Linked DNA regions of Gasterosteus aculeatus: region 1 is linked to region 2. A link is a contact called in public Hi-C data. All regions are on one chromosome and are shown on one strand. Each heading gives the region's core, a stretch centred on a gene start, on an enhancer-like site or on the middle of the called end of the contact. The rest is flanking DNA. Distances are from core to core; before and after follow the strand shown. Region 1 overlaps LOC120833150 (glutamate receptor ionotropic, NMDA 3B). Region 2 holds the start of LOC120832906 (eukaryotic translation initiation factor 5A-1).

Evidence for each region. Hi-C and Micro-C count contacts between places; a contact is called where the count stands out from the background.
Region 1: a contact with region 2 is called in a Hi-C map of skeletal muscle, with 4 times the contacts expected there. The contact joins the enhancer-like site here to the promoter of LOC120832906 in region 2. A contact is called at or near these places in 2 of 6 Hi-C or Micro-C datasets (both in skeletal muscle).

The regions. Positions count from the first base shown.
Region 1 is chr15:11,552,652-11,558,675 of fGasAcu3.hap1.1, reverse strand. It overlaps LOC120833150 (glutamate receptor ionotropic, NMDA 3B), which reads right to left. Exons shown (of 12, transcript XM_040200024.2): 10 at 4,889-5,053; 11 at 3,424-3,491; 12 at 1-2,489. The coding sequence ends at 2,378. Among protein-coding and RNA genes, the nearest start is that of LOC120833109, 6.7 kb to the left of the region's middle. Within about 2 kb of position 2,200, at least 2 of the 9 cell types and tissues checked have open chromatin away from gene starts, as enhancers often do.
Region 2 is chr15:11,411,020-11,417,222 of fGasAcu3.hap1.1, reverse strand. LOC120832906 (eukaryotic translation initiation factor 5A-1) reads right to left here and starts at 2,186. Exons shown (of 5, transcript XM_040199592.2): 1 at 2,036-2,186; 2 at 885-1,052; 3 at 681-785. The coding sequence starts at 1,046. slc2a2 (solute carrier family 2 member 2) reads right to left here. Exons shown (of 12, transcript XM_040200481.2): 7 at 6,090-6,196; 8 at 5,398-5,478; 9 at 5,062-5,166; 10 at 4,828-4,929; 11 at 4,206-4,409; 12 at 3,481-4,109. The coding sequence ends at 3,906.

The DNA of each region.
Region 1 (6,024 bases), core at 951-3,450, 140 kb before region 2:
CACTTTGGAAAATGAAGACACACAAATAACACAACTCTGACTGGAGTTGCTGCAGCTACTGATGAACACATCACATGTTAAAGAAGCGGTAATGATACGGATCATCTGTGTTTGCAGCAAAAAATAAATACCACCAGCAAAGGGTTTTGATTTGAATTAAAGGTGTGTTGCAGTGGTTTAGCATATTTCCATTTATTCCTGTCCTTGTGCCTGAAGTATTATCTCCAGCTTAAAACACTGGATCATTGATTCCTCCACAGAATCTGTTTATTAGACTTGATGTGGAGGAGGTTCACCCGCCTCTCCGCTCAGAGAGCTGTCTCCAAATTATTATTCGTCACCAGGTATTATTTTCTTAGACTTAAGAGCTCAAGCTGACATTCCACTAATGCTTTCACATGCAGAGTTACACCCCCCATATGAACAGTTAACGTCATGGAGTTGCCCTTCATGAAATACAGTTTGTAATGAATAGAATAGAATAGAATGATGCAATGTGAAAATGTGGCCAAGACAATTTAAGTGGAATGGGACTTTGTGTTAACTGAGTCCCATAAAACGGGTTGTATATTTAGGTAAATGGGTTCTGTTAATCTGCATTTTCCAGCCATAATATGATGAATTTTTGCATAACCTGTCAAATCACCGGGGTAATTAGCATTTGTATAATTTAGTTTTTACACATTTTATGAGAGTGGGATTTTGTAGTAACATATCACATTGGAGTATTGGTGTTGTAGTGGTGATGGCAGGATAATACACCCAAGGATACTAGGTGTTCAAACAAAAAAGCGTATTTTTTTATTTTATGGCACCTTAAGGTACATTGATTAAGGGCTGTGCCACTATTTCCTCACAGTTTTCTTCCTTATCATTCACATTTCTGTGAAATGTTTACTTGAATTTCTTAAAATATATACTTTTTTTGCATCTTTACCTCCGGCTCCTGGCATTCTGTTTAGACGGATGTTCCATTTGCATTGTCAAAGAGTTCAGTTTGGTGTTTTTATCACATAGGTCTAACTTAAATTTCCCTGTGCTCTTTTTGCGGGTATCTATGTGCTTGGGGGTCTCTTTTTCCAGTGTAAACGGACATATTATTATTCATCTTTTAGTCTTTTGTTCTTGGACGGCTATGGTTTACAGTATCAAACACAACCCTTTGATTAAACACTGTTCTTTTTCATCATTGCTGGATTAGCCGTATTCTATTCTGAGCTGGTTGTCCTCTGATTTTTCTTAAAATATTCTGATATTTTGCAGAAATTATATTGGCTTTCGTTCCAGAATATTTGATTGCTGATTGATGGTTTTACTGAGTAATGTAGTCATTTAAAAGTTTTTTTAATTGCAGTTAAAGTTTTTTAGTCTGAATTTTAAGCAAGTGTGAAAATTATTAGGTTGGATTAAGTGATGTTGTGAGTTAGAATATAGTGTTTTTTTCTTCCAAGCGTCCCCTAAACCTGCCCCATTCCAACAAGGCTATCTTCCCACGGCTATGCAATTACCAACTGCACTTCTCTTTTCTACGCATCAAGTCTCACTGCCTCCACTCGACTGGTTGGCTTTTGTCCTCTCCAGAGTGTTCAGAGTGCGTGACAGGTTAGCCATCTGTCTGTCCAGGCTAGAAGTGTTCCGTGATTGCACAGGTTCGTTTCCAACTCCTTGTTGGTTGACTCGACTTCTTTCCAAACTGCTTGAAACGCGTGACTGGACAGTCCTTTCTGCCGCCAACGTGTTCACAGAGCTTAACTGGTTAGCTCTCCCTCTGTCCAGACTGTTAACCGTGTTCAATTGGCTGCTTCTCCCGTGCTCCAGAGTCCAGGGGCCGCCTGATTGGTTCTCTCTACCCGCTTGTTGATTATTCAGGGTCTGCAGTTGGCTGGTCCTGTCTCTCTCGGGGAGTTTGGGCTGAGTGGAGCTACTCCTGTCCGTGTGAATAGTTTGTATCCTCTGTCTGTCCCTTTCCCTCTCCAGACTGGTATCCCTGTGCACGAGCCCGCACCTCTCTCTCTCCAGGCTGCTCTGGATCTCTGCTCTCCTGGCCAGAGCCTCTCTCAGCTGGGTGCGGAACGTCTCGATCTTGCCCTGCAGGTCCTGGAGCTCCCCCTCCCACAGGCTGGTCTGAGCGGCCCTGCTCCCCAGAGGAGAGAGCACCAAGCCCGCGGAGGCCAGCGAGGAGACGGGGCCCCCGTTGGCCTGGAGGTTGATCCGTGTAGGGGAGCTAACGCGCCCAAGGCCTCCCAGCCCCCAGCCTCCCAGGCCTAGCCCGGGACGGCCGACCATGCCGGGCCGGCCGCGCACCGAGGCGGTGTGCGTGCGCAGTCGGTAGCTGTGGAGGGTTTCCAGGTCAAAGTGCACACGTTTCTCCTTGGGCTCATGGGAGGGTGAGGAGTTGCAGGTGTCTCCGGCTGTGGTGGAAGCAGGGAGGGATGTGGGAGGAGATGGGGGAGGAGGCTGATGCTGCTTCCTGTGTAGGGTGCAGTTCTCTGAGATACAAGAGGAGGGGCTAGTGAAAGAGAGGAAGATCACAGCAAAAGGGCTTATATGCAGTGAGATATGCTGTACAGCAGTATACATGGATACATTTTACAAACACAAAATGTTTACAGTTGATGAGTGCAGTGACATCTGACATTTAGATGTATCAAACCTCCATATTGCGTTTCCACTAGAACATACTTACATACTTAAATACGTACTTTAAAAAATACATATTTTGCTCACATCTGCATGAATTAAAAGCATGTCTGGATCATTTTACATTTTTACAATATGAGACCTTTAAAGCACTTATTTTGTCTTGAATAGAATTTCATACATGACGCTAAATAAAATATCATGTGTGTTGCCTGAAATATTCAATCTAAAGTAATTTTGATTATAAGTAACAGAAGGGAAAGGGTGGCTGTTTCCACATGTTTCTTATACAATTAAACTTGTTTTAACGTTGAGGTTTGACATTTTGGGGAAAATGCTTATCTGCTCTATCTCAAAGAGTCAACTGAGAACATCGATAACAATTCGTACGTTAATGTTGAGGCGTCAGCAGCTAAGAACGGATTGAATAAATAAGATATAGCGTGTAAATCAGAGAGCTTGAAAGTGCTGGTAGACATATTTTGTTATCATATAGATGGAGCCTGGATTTCCGTTTCCCAAAATATCAAAGTGTTCCTTTAAGAGTTTTAATAAGTTAGAGGCAGTTTCCTGACAGTCAGATTTTTGCAAAAGCAAAGACACATTTGATCCTAAAAAGACCTGAAACGACTTTCTGACATAGTCCAACTTGTAATAACTTATTTTGGGGTGTTTAAAATCCCAAAACATTATTATTACATTATTTTTTAGTTTTTTCTTGGAACAATTTAATGGAAGGGAACGATCACGTGTGTGGATGAGGTCAGGTAGTGACTTCATTACTTTTGGTCGAGGTCGGTCAGCTCCTTCCCATCATCCTCGTATGTAGTGTGGAGGGCTCTGTGAATCTTCTGCAAGTAGAGAGGAGGAAAAAAAAAATGCTGATTAGTATTATGAAATGTGTTATCACTTACTCAGCTTCAGCTCTTAAATTAAGAGATGATTTTAATTTCTGAGATTCTCATTATTTTACAATTGTACAGAACATTACTGACAGCTTATTCTCTCAGCCGTGCTGCCGTGCTCCTCTGAACAACCTAATTCAATTAGTAAATTCAGTGAGAGAGTTCTTCTATACTTAAAACGCGTCAATTAAGGCATCAGTAAAGCTTTTGGGGATTTAGGTCCCAAGCTTTTGTGAGATTGCGAAGGACTTTCCTCACCAAACTCTTGAGGTGGAAGGTATGACTCTGCTGAAATTCCTCCTGATGTACAGTATATTTGCCTGAGGATATCTGGGGGAAAGAGCCGTTTACTTTAGGTAAGGATTATCCTGAAGGAGCGACTCGAGGTCATCCTCTCAGATCACTGAGCTGGCTTGTGATGAATGTTAACAGCTGCCCTGGAGTGGTTGCCCTTTTAGAGGGCTGTAACAAACAGCAGTCTTGATAGCCATTATTCACTGTGAGATATTGCCATGGACATCTCATTTGGTAACTACTAGACTTTTGAAAAAACAAAACAAAATATGACCTTTAAATCCCCAATTAGTGTCTCTTGTGGTGCATGTTGTCTTGAAGGCACCAATTCTCTAACAGACTTATCGCAAAAAGCTAAAATCTTGTTTATTATTTTGCTTTGTAACCTTTTTTTCTTTTAATAACTACTGATTTAAATTGCATGTTAACAAAGTATATTTTTCAAGTATGTTGCACGCAATAAAACGTGATATAAGACAACAATCTGTATTAAAAGACATATTTAAATGTAACATATTTAGTATCTGAAATTCAGATATGTGTGAAAACTATTTACCAACCGATTGCCTCACAGAGAATAAAGCGCTGCAAAGGGTAACAGTTTAATAACTTTTAACTTAATTAAGTTATTAATTTAAGGTATAATGGTAATGCTACAGAGCGCAATTAAATAATGAATTACTTTAATTAACAAAGGGATAATTAGCATTACATTGAGCTTAAAGTTTTAACAGTTAAACTGTTATCTGTTGAATATCCATCTGATATGAGGTTTTAAGATGTTAGTTTCCAACAGTAGAGGGCGCAGGGTCCCCAGAAGATGAGAGTGAACTCCTGGGGAAGCCTCACCAGCAGCAGCGTGCTGGTGCTTGTGTGTGTGTGTGTGTGTGTGTGTGTGTGTGTGTGCGCACATGACTGCTCTCATGCGCGTGTGTCTTCGTGTGTGCTCACACACATGTGAGTAACGTCACGGCTACGCTTGTGCGTCTTTCCTGCTCTGTGCTTGAGCAAATGCAAGCAAGTGTGTGAGAGAATGTGCGTCCACTCACCTGGCTGGTGTGCAGCCAGTACTGCAGTGTGTGCGTGCGTCGGAGGCGAGGGATGACCAGGTGATAGAAGGTGTGTTCACCTGCCAAGGTCAGCAAGGCTCCGCCCACCCCCATGCACAGCAGAACAAACAGGCCAGAAAAATGCTGGATCCCCATCTGAAGAGTCTGGGAGTGTGATGGCGCAAAGAGAGGAGAGAGAAAGAGGTTTTTAGGGAGGGACGCAGATTAGTGCAGACCCGAGCCGACGCAGAAAAATACAGGGATTGATGTTTCGTATTTACATAATTTCCATTTAGGCCACTTTTTGTAAACATGCCATTGATATTCAGCTGCTGTACATCTGGTTTGCCTGTGAAAGCACACAATAACACGAATAAAGAGGAGCAGGCAACAACGTAAAATACACGATTGTAAAAGAAAAGGATGCGAGGGAATGAACAGCATAAAGAGCTTTGGGGGAAACTGATAGTAACTGAGAGGGACAGCAGCTAAAGGGGTGACGGTTAAAAGAGATGATGGTTAATTGAAGAGCAGTTTGTTCACATTTGGTTTCGCCCACATTCCCCTTGACATAATGTCTTTCTCTTATGAGCCTTTCATGGGCCCGGAGGAAGTGGAAGAGACAGCGGCGAGCTTTTCCAATAGCCTCTAATCAGGTTTCCTTCACCCGCCTCATTTCGCCGTTGCCACCGATGGCAATTAGCCCCATGCTGACTCTGCAAATCCATCAGCAACAACACTGACCTCCATTTGCACCCAATCCAGAGGGCAAGATCACCCACATTGTTCGAGAGTAACACGCTCGCTGGGATCAAACGGGGTGAATAGTAATAACTCGCTGATGCAGGTTGAAGTTGAGGTTTTCATTTCACTGTATAAACCTGTGACTGTTTAAAATCGCTCATTGCTTTAATGGGATTTAACTTTCGAGTGGATTTTAAGAGGAACGGTCAAAGGGAGTTGAATGGCTTCTCTGTAGGCAAACAAGAGGTATAGATACAGACAGTGTGCTCCGGGGGAGAGCCCATCTCTCTGAGAAGAGAGAGAAAGAAAAGGGGGGGGCGAGGGGTATCGACACCCAGACGGTACGTGCCTGTAACTCTGATCGTCCATGTGTTTTTAAGTCTCCCCACGAT
Region 2 (6,203 bases), core at 937-3,436:
CTGGCACATAGTTCCAACTGGCCACAGGCAATGCAGTACTGCAGCAAGCCGCCGTTTTGTTCAGCCGAACCGTTAGATAGAAATAGAATGAAATATGCGCCTGGCAAAGTGTCCCAATGGACGAGGAAAAACCCGTCGGCTAAAGTTTTTCCTTCCTCTACCAATAGATGTTAATCTGAAAAACCTTTGATTTATGAAATAGTGTGTGTAAAAAAAATGTTATGACAAGGGAAAATAAACCTATGAAAACAGCATTGGGTGCCAACTCAATTTAACATTTAACCACAAAACTAAAACTAAATCTAGGTCTTCCCTCTTACTCAATAGGCAGGGCAGGAAAAAAAAAGCTTGTTGGCCAAGACAAAACTTGTCCATCCAGTTCTAAACCGGCACATTTGTTCACAATCACTGAAGAGACAGCTTAGCTGTAACGCGCCCATTTAGTAATGAAAAAGGTATTCACCATTTCACATCACACATTCTCATTAGGACGAGGTTGTCTAAAATTCAAAAGCACTTTGGGAAATAGATGCACTGGTGGTATTTTTTTTAAAAAGAAGTGTAAAACAGCAAGCACTGGTCAGGGCAACTAGTTTTGCCTTCCAGTAGAAACGAGTTTCAACAATTCACTCTGTAAACGGTGCGTCGCCCCACCGAGAGATCCGAACAAGTCATCTCACCTGGTAGTCTTTCCTTGTGACATGTGGGACATCCATGTTATGGGTAGATGGGCAGATATCTTCATACTTCTTCTGGGTAAAGATGTCAAGTCCAGTAAGATGAACCTGTGGAAACACCATAGCCAATTTAATCTGGTCTCAAGAGTCAAGCATTAAACATATAATAAAGTACTGAATTCCTAGCGATGTGCAAGGAGGTCTTACCTTGGCATGTCCGTGTTTGCCGGTCTTGGATGTGCTCATTTCCATGATCTTACAGGGACGCCCTTTGATCATGACGAAGCCATTCTTCCTTAAAGCAGAGCACTGCTGTGGGAATGTTGAGGAGGCCCCAGAGTGCCCACATTCAAAATCCTCATCTGCCATGATGTGCTGACGGGGACAACACAACAACAACACAAACCTGCTGTTATAGCAGCGCTGCTTACATACAAGGAGGCGTGTGGTACTGAGAACTGACGTTAGTGCAAATTATATTATGATAATCGTGTGGAGGATGGAGAGCCCAGATTTGTATAACTCAATTGTCCACATGGAACAACCAGCGTCGACACCTCAACCGCTGTCAGAAAGGAGTCGACAGCTGGAACCTCAAAAAAAAAAAAATCTATATCCTGACATCAAACAGGGAGACGGCAACTTGGCGCGTTGCTGCACGTGACTCAACGTTTAACGTTTATCTTTACAAACGGTCGTTGAACGTGGTTTAATGCGTGCGTTTATTTCCCCACACTTCTTTACAAACAATGGCGCAAGGCGGGGCACCCGCGTCTCACTGACCAACTATCCGCACGGCTAACTGCTACCGCCAATTGCTTTCGTGTCGAGGATACTTGTCGCCATGTTGCTGCCATCGCGAATATTCTTCTACGCACTGTTTTGGGAAGGGGACAAAACCCGGGAGAGTGCCTCCATGCTTTAATGTAAAATTGGTTCAAAACAACGTTTTAAAGAATAGCTAGGGTAGCTCGTGTTATTAAGCTAGCATCTCCATTACCGAGTAAGCTATGTTACGTGGCAGCTGGGCCAAATGGGGCTAGCATACGGCAGTAAGCTAGCATCACGTTCCCACCTCGTGTGTTTTGTCATCGTTAGCCACATTAGCTTGCTACATACATCCACACCAAGTGCCGCGGACTAACCACACCGCTGCTAACGCTAGCTAAAAATACTGCGCGAACTTATTCCCATCGCTTACTAATCATTGAGAAGTAACTAACTAACTATCGAGGCAACAGAGGGTTCTCGGCATTGTGCTTTTGCATAACGCGTAATTGTCCCGCAAAACATTAGTGCTATTTAACGTTAGCTACATGTTAACAAATATAACTTTTAAGCGCATACGTTTAGCTTACCTTTTGTCTTGCTAACAAAAAAAGGGACAGTCAGTTCGCATGCGTAGAGGTTTTGTACCGCAGGAGGAGCAGAGAGGGCAGGTACGGGCTGCGATGACGATGCGCGTGCAGGGGGAGGAGCGCGCTCACGCGGACCCCGGGACCAGCTGTATGACGGAAGCTTGTTTTACCACTGTGAAGAAAAATAATATTTTATATTATTATATATAAATATATTATAATATTATAAAAAATAATTTATCTCAGTCTATGTATATATTTATATTTTATATATATATATATATATATATATATATATATATATATATATATATATATATATATATATATATATATATTATTTCAATGATACATATAATGTATATTATTTATTATTATGGTAAATCGTAATTGTGACTTATTATCTCATTATCTTTCAATTAGTTTTTTTTAAATCATTTTACTGACTAATACGATATTTATCTTTTCATCACAGCGGCAGGAATGGGCTTCCATACTGTACAGAACTATCCTTAGAACTTACAGTCACTGCTTAGTTTAACTCCATCACAATTTTCGATTTTACATTCAAAACCCATCGTTTTATAATAGCTGTACATTAAACCACCCAATATAATGTACAATATTTGATATTATGTCCATTTTTTGCTGCCGGATGCTGTGTAACAGAAACTGTCCTTGGGTTGGTAAAGCTGAGTTATTGCAGACCCCTAATCCTTCTTTTCCTCAATTTCTCTTGATGTGGATCTTTTCAAAGTCACTTGCTTTAAAGAAATGAGGATTCCCTAAAGTACAGGCACTATTGATTGATAACAAAACATACAAAGGTTTTTCTTTCCTAAAACACCCCAGCAAGAAAATAAAAGGTTAAATTACATAATTTGATTATATGGTTCAAGCCAGTCAATAACAAAAGCACATACATATTTTTTCAATACTTTTATTCCTACACTTAAAAGTCCACAGTCAATTCATGTGAGCTGGAGGCTCCAAGTGTCGACATTCATTTAGTGAGTTATTGGATCACTGTTGGCTGTAATGTCAGAGAGGAATGGCTGTACTTGCCTGCCTCAGCCGTTTTAAAGTTAGTATAGACAAATATCCCCTCTTTCAACAAAAGAATGTGAAAAACGCCTAAAAGTGATATTCATACATACGCATACATACACTTTTTAAAGGGAAGGCCAAACACTCAAGAGAAGTAGCATTGTGCAAAATGCATGTGTGTGTGTGTTTGGCTTGTGATATTTCAAAACAGAAAATGATGGAGGAGTAAATAACAAAAAAAAAATATTGGCCCGGTAATTCCACCGTTCTATTTTTGAACTGAATTTTTTTTTAACATGGGAGAGACAAGTTGCAAAAACAACATGGACAAACTTGATGGCAACTTGCTGCCCATTTACAAAACCAGCAAACGTGTAAGCATTCATTTGGGTTTGAGATTTTGGTCAACTGATGAATTTATACACAACCAGAAGGCTCCTTTCTGTATCTGTCTCTTTAGCTCCTACATGCCCTGCTACGTTCACTGCTCACTCAGTAAGCTTGTCTGGACACACGTCTGGTGCTGAGCAACGACATTAAGCTACAAGAGCAGTTTAATTGAACTAGAAAACTTAAACCTGAAAACTACAACAATAAAAGAGGCCATAAATCTCAGGGGAACCGCAGTCGGGGCAAACTTCTTTGTCGGCTCAACTTAAAAAATTGTAAAGTCTGGTTTAAAGTCTCCTTAATTCACCAAGTAACAAGCTACAATATTACATGGACAAATCGGACGTATATCGCTTGACGTTTGAAATACTGACAGTGAAACACGCCCTCGCACATGCAAACAAATAGACCACACCAAAGCGCCCGTGTTGTTTCACGCATCTGTCGATGTTTTGAGCTGCTGCAGTTCAGTACCATCTCCGGGGGGGTTTGATGACTTTTTCCGGTCCTTGTTGAAGACTCTGGCAATCTCCTCAAAGCTTTTGCCCTTGGTCTCGGGGACCCGAAAATAAATGTAAACAGTGAAGCCGAGAAGCAGCACAGCAAACAGGATGAACACGTAAGAATCCAACAAAGTCTGAGAAACAAAGTAAAAAGAAAAACACAAGAGTCAGGAGTTTTTGGGATGTTATGATTTGACAGCACGTATGTGTCTCCGTGATATTCTGCCTACCTGTATGTATTGAAAAGTCATGGCTATGAGGAAGTTGCTGCTCCAGTTGCAGCAGCCAGCCAGAGCGATGGCTGCAGGCCGAGGCCCCTGACTGAACAGCTCGGCAACTATGAACCATGGGATGGGACCGGGACCGATTTCAAAGAAACTCACAAAGAGGAAGACAGCTGACATGCTGACGTAGCTCATCCATGCGTATTCATTCTGGACAGAAGAGTACATCAGTCAGGGTGATTCTGGGATTAGTTAAAATGATTAAATGCATCATAACATGTCATGCACATGGGCATAGAAACAAAACAGATCAAACTCCATCTGCTGATGAAAAACATGAGGTGAGGATTTTCTTTCCTGTTAAAGTCATGAATGAGCTTCTGCGCTCATATTGACAATTTATATCAAATATGTGATGAATATGAACATTTTCCAACTAGGCTTACACAGATGTTATGGTGAGCAATACAGCATTTGTTAAAGAACATTGAGTTAAGTTATATCACAAGTCAGTTAACAGATAAACTATATTGCAGGCCATGCGAATACACATGAGCGCCCCCTAAGCAGATGAAACGGTAGCCCGAGTCCTCGACGGACTAAAGCTCTGACACTGGATTTAACAAACCTGTAATTTGAGGCCCACTGTCATGGCAACTGCACAGCAGCACATCCCTCCTAGTCCAACCAGAGTCAGAGTGCGCCGGCCAGCTCTGTCTACCAGTGCAACCTAGAAGATACAATGCACACAGGCGGGGTCCTTGTAAGTGTGCGCTTGGAGGTAAATGCGGTAAGAAACAGTAGAATGTTCATGGTTTAACGCCAACGGGTGTCCATTTGTTTGGCATCTGCAGCTACTCACAGACAGTAGAGTGAAGAGCGTGTTGATGACTCCGACTCCTATAGTGGCGAAGACTGGCTGAGCGACGCCGGCCCGGGCGAAGATAGCCGTAGAGTAATAAAAGATCTTCAAGACAAAAGGAGTGCAATTTTTGTTCGTAATTACACAGCGGTTTGTTAGGTTGCTTAGCACACAACAGAGCAATACACATCTCACGCTCAATGGATTTGTCAGCACATAAAAGAAAAGTCCAGTCACTGTTGACAATGAAACTGCTATTTTAACGTATTCAAATCCATGTATTTTGTTGATTGAACTTAAGCAAACCGAATTGCTCAGTGTTAATTTGCCACTCACTGCATTGATACCGGACAGCTGTTGGGAGAGGTGCATCATGAGGGCAACAGACAGCTGCTGTCTGTACACAGAGGAGCGGATCTACGAGGGAAAACACAGCATTACTTTATTCAATGTTTTTTTTAAGATGCAAAACACACGCTTTATGTTTTTTTTAAATCTTGTTCTATCTTTCTTGTCCTTTAAAGTATTAGGAAAATTAATGTTTATTTTATTGTTTCCTGTTATGCATGAAATAAGTGTTTAAATGGGATTTATAATTGCAGAAATCCTGATTTTGAGTGGGATGCTTGTTTTTAATGCATTTGCAGCCTTTTAATATTGATTTGTTTTAGAAAGCGTCTTTCCCATTTATCGAATACTCTCTAAAACCAAATATTATATTACTTTAAAAAGGATGTGGAAATATGAGATCTGAATAACACAGTTATGAGTTTTTAATACAGTATAGTCAACATTTAATTAACATTTAATTATTCCCGAGTCATTAAATGAGATTACGGTAATGGTTGCTGACTCAATTGAAATGCAGAGAGATTGTCTCGCTCCGCCCTGAGGACGAGTGTTATGATGAACTCTATTTTAGCTCTAGTGAAATCAGAGTGATCCACTCATGGATTTTATCACCTTGGAGGACATTCACAAGACACCATATCTAGGTAGTTTGTGGCCACACATCTGAAGAGTCTTACCAAGGACAGGATAGAGACCTTAGGCTCCCTGTCTGCTTCCTCTTTCTCTCTCCTCATCTCTTCCAGATCAGGAGCTGCATCATACGGCCCTTTTAGACGATACAAACCTGCAAC